Linked DNA regions of Mus musculus: region 2 is linked to region 1. Evidence: chromatin contacts called from public Hi-C data. All regions are on one chromosome and are shown on one strand. The core of a region is the stretch at or near the end of the contact, and the rest is flanking DNA. Distances in the headings are between cores, read along the strand shown.

Region 1 (3,760 bases), core at 1,101-3,600:
CTGGCACTCAGGAGGCAGAGGCAGGCAGATCTCAGAGTTCTAGGCCAGCCTGAACTACAGAGGGAGTTCCAGGACATCCGTGCTACTCAGGTGGGAGGTGGCGAGAGGGGGGAGCGCTCTGAAACCTCTGTGAATGAGTCTTGGTTCCATCATTGTAAAATGGGGGCACAGGCTCTATCTAGCCTTGAGGGACAAGAAGGGATTGAACAAGACAATTCTGTACAAAGGTTTAGTATGCAGCACTACATTCCCTAAATGCTCATGAGCATCTTCCACCCTGGAGCCACAGGTGTGCTTTCAGACATTAGTTAAATGGGAGTTCATTTAAATGCCACAGGACAGTGATGCTGCCACCAATTTACAAATATTAAGAACTCAAGCAGGCAGATTTCTGAGTTTGAGGCCAGCCTGGTCTACAAAGTGAGTTCCAGGACAGCCAGGGCTATACAGAGAAACCCTGTCTTGAAAAACAAAAAACAAAACAAAACAAAAAAAGAACTCAGTATAGGGCGGCCAAGATGGCTCAGCGGGTAAAGTCACTTGCCACCTGCGTTCAATCCCCAACACATGCGTAAGAGTAGAAGAGAATTGACTGCACATGGTGCCTCTCTGGCTTCCAGATGTGTGCCATGGCACATGCACAGCCCAAGAAGAAAGGAGAAGGGGAGGAAGAAAAGGGGGAGGAGGGAGGGAGAGGAGGAGGGAAGGGGAGCACAGAGCAGCATCAACAACTCAGGCCAGGCTTGGTAGCACATGACTGAAACCCCTGCACTCAGGGAGCAGAGGCAGGGGGATCAGGAGTTCATGGCTACTTTGTGAGTTCAAGGCCAGCCTGGGCTATGTGAAGATGCCTAAAATACTGAAGACAAAAACATAACACTGGGGAATTCCTGTAGGCAGAAATGGGTCCTCTGGGACTCTACTGTCTTTGTTCGGTAGCAACTTGTGGTGGCAATTAATGAAGAACAGGCCCGAGGTCCAGGAGGATCCCTGGAGCTAGTTGTATGTAGCCCTCCTGTAGTCCTCAGACAGGCACCTTCCTTCTCCAAATCTGTGCCTCCTAGCTATAAATCAAGATGGTGCAATTCCCAAGGGGCCTCAGTGTCAAGTTAGGAAGGTCTCCCAGTGAGTGAGACTCACACAAACATCAGGAGGAATGAGTCTCTTGGGAGCTGGGGAGTGTGGCTCTGTGAGTAGAGCACTTGCCTACTGTGTGTGATACCCAGGGCTCCACCCCAGCACCTCTGAAACGGGAGAGGTGAGTGTTGGGCAAAGGGTACAATGATCTGCAGGACTCGTTCAGTGTTCTGGGCTAACCTGAAGCAGTCAACTGGCCAAATAAATATATTAGTTAAATGGAAAAATCACAGAAATACACAATTTCTAAGTTCTAATTGTGTCCTCGTCTAAGGAGCACCAAATCTTGCGCCATCCTGCTCTATCCTGCTGTGAATTAGCCCTTTGTGCAGGTTACAGGACACCACCAAAGAACAGCATTAGTCACTCAGGGGCCAGCTGGCTTATCAGATTGACAGCCACAGCACTGCAGGACCCTGGCTCAAGTGACCCTGATTTTCCTTAATCACAACCCCAAAGAGCTAAGAATAGAGATGCCGACACACACGCACACCCACACCCACGCTGAGTGTGTTAGGGATGTGCTCTTACAAGCCCAGCATTTGAGAGTCAAGACAGAAAGAATTGCTGCAAAATCAATCAAGGGCAGCCAGGGCTACGGAGCAATAGTGTGTGTGTGTGTGTGTGTGTGTGTGTGTATTCCTCTGTATCTCTGTTTCTCTCACTCTGTACATCTCTATGTATGTGTGTATGTGTGTGTATTCCTCTGTATCTCTGTTTCTCTCACTCTGTATATCTTTATATGTGTGTGTGTGTGTGTGTGTATTCCTCTGTCTCTGTTTCTCTCACTCTGTATATCTCTATATGTGTGTGTCTGTGTGTACCACAGATTTACCAGTCCCAGTCCCAGCTCAGTGACTCTCTAGCATCCTGGGAGAGAGGCAGGACAGATTTTTCTGGCAGTACCCACTCTGTGAGGCCCTCCCGAAAAGGATGGGTATTTTCAATCAAGCTGCTGCTTCTGGACAGAAAGGGCACAGCTGCCTTGGGGCCTCGGGGCACTGTGGGGAGGGTGGAGAAGAGAAAGGCAAAGAAGCCAGTGTGTGAGCTGCCTACTCCCCAGGGACGTGGGCGAGGGAGGGGCAGAGAGGAGAGAGAGGTGGCCTCATGAGTGACTTTCTCTGTTCTGTGTAGTTTAAACAAGAGTAGAGTGAGCTGCCCACTTCTCCAGCAGCTCCCACAGTGGGTCTCCTGAGACAGTCTGAGTCAACAAGTGGAAAAGAACCTGAGAGCAACAATATTTTCTCATCTGAGTGTCCAAGGAGCCAAATATTCCGGTCATACCATGGTCATCAAAACAGCTCTCTCGTTCAGCCCACTGACAGCCGGAGAGAATTTGGCTGGCCTGGTAGCCAAGCGTGCAGCGCCTCCCTCCCTCCCTCACTGGAAGCTGCCTGCTTGGCTGAAGAGGGTGCTTCTTTCCCCAGAGAAGAGGCCCATCTTGAGTCAGGGCTAGAAGAGCAGTAGTGCTCCCCTTCCAGAGCCTCCAGGGAAGCTTTCAAAATGTCATATTACTGTTGTCATCGAAAATCCCTTATCTAAGGGCTAAAGATAGAGTCTGTGGTACAGCACTGGTCTAGCATAGTCAAAGCTCAGAAGCAATGGCTCTGACCCAGCACTACCGGAAGGAGGAGGATGAGAAATGGGAAAGAAGGGGAAGAAAAGGCACGAGAGGAGGAGGGAAGAGGCGAGGGAGGAGGGGAGGGAGGGGGACAAGGAAGAGAAAGAGGGGAGGAAAAGAAAGGGAAGAGGAAGAGGGGGAGAGAAGGAAGAGGTAGAGGAGGAGGAGAAGAGGGAGGGGGAGGAAGGGAAAATGAAAGGGGAGGAGGAAGGGGAGGAGGGAAGGAAGAGAATGGGGAGGAGGGGGAGTTTTGGTCTTTTGAAAGTCTCTTCACAGTCATACCTGCAGCAAGAACTAGGAAGCATTTCCCATTGGGCTGGGGAGCACTGCGGGGCAGGAAGGTGGGGACATTAAATCTTCCCAAGAGATCACAAGAGCCACTAGATGAAAGAGTGAGCCCACACCAGGTTTGCCAGTATGGGTTTCCCACCTCAGTCACTGCTGCCCTAGGAAGATCTGACAGGGCCTTTCCCGAGGCTGGGCACACTTTAGGGGTAGGCTTTCTTCCTTTCCGGTCACTCTGCCCTGACCCAGAGTGAGCTCTGAAATTCTGGACATCTAATCCTTTTGATTGCTAATTGTGGAAACAATTTGTTGTTGTTTGTTGCTGTTGTTGTTGTAGTTATTGTTGAGACAGGGAGGGCCTCAATAGGTAGCCTTGGCTGGCTTAAAACAACTGGGGAGGGGGGGGGGCGCTGAGTTATCTCTCCAGTTCCTCACAGATAAGTGTTGTTCCTTACAAAGTTTGTCATTGCCTCCCAGATTTGATACTCTCAGGCCTCCTTACTTTGTGCTTGGGGAAAGAGGAGGAGGAGGGGGAAGAGGTGGAGGAGGGGAAAGAGAAGGAATAAGAAAAGGAGGAGGGAGAAGAGGTGGAGGAGGAGGGAACCCTAGGATTCTTTACAAAGCACCTCACCTTGAAATGCCATGGGATATTGAGCCAAACACTGGGCAGGGTCTGGCTCTCGCCACTAGTGTTCTTCCGGCACACAGCCCAGCCAT
Region 2 (3,656 bases), core at 447-2,946, 280 kb before region 1:
ACCCATGTACAAACACACAGGGATGCAAAATGTACAAACATACTGAAGGGTGGAAGGAGAGAATTAACTGGACAGAGTTGTCCCCTGACTACACTCGGACTGCATCTTATTCTCCGCCTACCCATCATGCACTGCGCCCTAGTCTTTCTCTTCCCATCATGCACTGCATCCTGTTCTCCCGCTTCCCATCATGCACACAATAATAATAGACAAACATGTTAAATATAGTAAAAGGCTCTTGAATAATAAAAGATGGGAGTTTGTGCGTTGATACTGTCTAACATTGAGGTTGTGGAGGGTTTATGAGTTAGAATGGGGCCAAGGTGGGAGCAAGGGCTAGACACTGATAAAGGGACACCAACTGATAGTCCTGGGGAGATGGGGCCAGCCATGTGCGGAGTTGGAGCCAGGAAGCTGCAGGCTGCCTCCAGTGACCCTTCCTTTTGTCTCTGTTGATTCTGAAGGTGGGTCATGAGCCGATGCCCCCCACCCTTGGGACCAATGTGCTGGGGAGGAAGGTCCTCTACCTGCCGAGCTTCTTCACCTATGGTGAGTGCCACAGGCCCCCTTGTACCTGGCGTCCTGCTGTGCAGTCTGGCCCCAGGAGCCAGTGTCAGCTCTAAGGAGGGGACTTGAGAGTGCCCTAGGCAGTAGAGGTCTGGTGGGAGCCTGGGAGTGCTGCAGCCCCAGATATTCTCTGCAAGTCTCCCTGCTGCATAACCTCACGGTGCTTGACCTCTGAGCCACCTTCTCCGCTCTCCACACTCACTATTGGCAGAACCACAGGTCAGGTTCTCTTCCAATTTTGCTTCAGTTCTGAGTGTACTCTAGGGCCAGGCAGAATGGGCCATTTTGTGGGGAAGTGTGTTTGTGTTTATTTTACGATCGGTATAGGGGAAGAGGGAAACCATATAAGTAGACCACCCCACCCTCCATTGTACACAAAGATAATGAGCACAAGCCTGTGGCAACCTGGCTTTCTCAGATCTGCCTTCAGTGGCACCGTTAACAAGAACTCATGTCTGAGGTCATACCTGTCCACATGGGACCATCCTGACGTCATCTGAGGGCCTCCTGCAAGGGCAAGCCAGCTTCTGAGATGACCCGACCCAGGTTTTAGAAATGTTTCACATCAGATGTTAAGAGCAGATGTCTGCTGGGCGCCTCTGGACACTGGCGGCTCCTCAGTCAGGAAGTGCCTGGCTGACTGGCTGTCTAGAACTGTCTGGCCAGTGTGTCCTCCTCCCCCACACTGTGGCAGAGAGCCCCACAGCTGTGGACATTCTGTGGTGGAAGGCTGGAATCCTTGGGAGTTAGGGGGGAGTTGCAGACTCTACAGATAGGCGGTGGGGCAGGAAGAGCTCCTGAGAGGGCCTCGGAATAGTCCTGTCTCTGTTTTACTTGACAGCTCATAGAAATGCAAAATCCTGGAGCTGGTTCTGTAGGCGCCACACAGAGGCTCCGCCTGAGCCCGCCCCTCAGACTACAGTAGGGCAGCCTTGCCCAGTCCTCAGGCCCCTCATGGCCTTCCCCAGTCCTTTCTTCCCTGCCCCACCCCCTCCTCAGGAAGCTGTGGTCCAGGTAACAGGTGCACTGCCCTGTCCCTGGAAATCCTCGCTGAGTGTGACGTGGAGTCACGCTGGTAGATCTGTTGCAGAGGAGAAAAGGGCACTCATGCCCGTCACTTCCTGTGTGCGGTGCTAGAGAGCTGATGTCACAGGTCTGGAAGCAGATCACAGCAAGGGAGCCCTGTGCTGGCTTCCAGGGTTTAGAGAAACATCACCTTCTTGAACTTGGATTAAATGTAAATCAGGGAGTGCAAGGCGTCACACGCTGCATGTGAAATACAGCCATGGGACAGCAAGTCCCCATTGTCACCTGACCCTCCAGGTCTCCCCCCCCCCCCCCCCCCCCCCGTGCCACTCTGTTTCTGTTTGTCCCTGTTTCTGCCTTGTTCCTTACTAACAGGAACCAGCAGCTGCCAGGGGCATCATAGATGTAGCACAGTAACAGGGACTGGGGTGTCCCCGGCTGCAGCTTTCCCAGGGAGACCTTCCAGGTCTGCCCTCCCATCCCATTTCTTCCCCATCCCTGCCTGTGGGCACCCCACCCCCACCCCCACTCCTAGAAAAACACTTTATAAGCAGCTGAAATTGGTTTTGGATTACAGCATTCCAGCTGCTGAGTTGAGAAACGACAGTTGAGTTTGCCAAGGAGTTTTCAAAGCTAAGGAAAAGCAAGCAAGCAAGAAGTCCAGTGAGCTTATTTGTCAGAAGAACGCTAGAACGTTTTTACCAAAAGAGACAGGTCAGATGACACTTGGGATCGGAGTTGGCCCATGTCAGGCCCTGGATATACACCCCCTTAGGCTGCATCCAGCCGATGATTGGGAAACCACTGGTCTGGGTGTGTGGTCTGGCAGTGGGTGTCCTGGGCTGGGTGTGACGCACCCCACCCCCTTTGCCTCCTTACAGCCAAGTACATTGTGCAGGTGGATGGGAAGATAGGGCTCTTCCGGGGCCTGAGCCCCCGCCTTATGTCCAACGCCTTGTCCACTGTGACCCGCGGCAGCATGAAGAAGGTGAGCAGGTGCCCGGGGTCCCCAGGCTCTAGTCACTACCACATACAGCCTGCCGGCCCTGATACCACTTCCTGTGCAGATCCCAGGACATCCATACCCCCCCCCCCCCGGGTTTGTGCTTGAAAGACCTCCTGCACCACAGGCCTTCCTCCCTCCCACAGCTGTGGCAGCTGTGACTCTGGCTTTCCCACTCAGTGTCCCAAGCCTGGTGGTTATGATAGCCCAGACAGTGGGCGCAATGCCTAGTGTCCCTGGGGTGTGTGTCTGAGTCTCACGGCGTGTTTGTGGTCAGGTTTTCCCTCCAGATGAGATGGAGCAGGTTTCCAACAAGGACGACATGAAGACCTCACTCAAGAAAGTTGTGAAGGAGGTGAGTGTCAAAGGTTGGAGAGGAGAGCTCTCATTCCCAGTTGGCCGGGTCCTTAGGCTTGCCTGGGCAGAAGGAGTCTTAGCCGGATACTGCGAGGGACTTCCCTCCCTACAACGTGCCCCCTAAGCTGCTCTGGACCAGGATGGCAGCATACCTCAGGGAGGGATTAGGGTGGGGGTGGGCAGCATCCTTGACAGACTGAGGGCCTGAGGAGTGAATCCGGTCTTCCCTATATAAGCCTGTAGCTCCCCACGGGTCCCAGGCCTGATGGCATCCCCACGTCTCTCTCTTGCAGACATCGTATGAGATGATGATGCAGTGTGTATCGCGAATGCTGGCCCATCCCTTACACGGTAAGAGCATGGCAGCTGAGCCCACTAAAGTACAGATGGGTGGGTGTAGGCTGGCCCCACCATAAGCCGAGGATTATGGCTGGGAAGAGGCAGGGGGCGACAGGAGACGAGCTCAGGTCCTTCCCAGTCAGAGGTGATGCTGTGGCTGTCGTGGCCTGGACACCACAGAGGTAGGGTGCTGAGCCATCAGCCCTCCAGGTCACACAGAGCTTTCTCTCCCCTCAGTGATCTCGATGCGATGCATGGTGCAGTTTGTGGGACGGGAGGCCAAGTACAGGTAGGTGATACCTTGGTGTCTCTGTCCCTCCTCTTGCTAGGGATAGCACCACTGCTGCCTTTTGCCCCTCCCTCA

The links. Hi-C and Micro-C count contacts between places; a contact is called where the count stands out from the background.
Region 2: a Hi-C map of myocytes shows a contact between it and region 1, with 2.4 times the contacts expected there. The contact joins two enhancer-like sites. A contact is called at or near these places in 3 of 39 promoter capture datasets (the 3T3-L1 cell line, cranial neural crest and pre-B cells), 1 of 484 Hi-C or Micro-C datasets (myocytes), 5 of 115 datasets of contacts at active chromatin or transcription factors (double positive thymocytes, effector CD8 T cells, embryonic stem cells and 1 more) and 2 of 9 other capture datasets (adipose tissue and liver).

Annotation. Positions count from the first base shown.
Region 1 is chr17:29,061,226-29,064,985 of GRCm38.p6, reverse strand. The region is part of intron 1 of Trp53cor1 (tumor protein p53 pathway corepressor 1); the gene reads left to right. Among named protein-coding and RNA genes, the nearest start is that of Gm41556, 6.8 kb to the right of the region's middle. Within about 2 kb of position 2,350, at least 79 of the 459 cell types and tissues checked have an H3K27ac peak or open chromatin away from gene starts, as enhancers often do. A contact at or near this core is called in myocytes, where this site is marked.
Region 2 is chr17:29,339,716-29,343,371 of GRCm38.p6, reverse strand. Mtch1 (mitochondrial carrier 1) reads left to right here. Exons shown (of 12, transcript NM_019880.4): 2 at 465-549; 3 at 2,475-2,581; 4 at 2,874-2,951; 5 at 3,247-3,304; 6 at 3,530-3,581. Among named protein-coding and RNA genes, the nearest start is that of Mtch1, 6.4 kb to the left of the region's middle. Within about 2 kb of position 1,696, at least 238 of the 459 cell types and tissues checked have an H3K27ac peak or open chromatin away from gene starts, as enhancers often do. A contact at or near this core is called in myocytes, where this site is marked.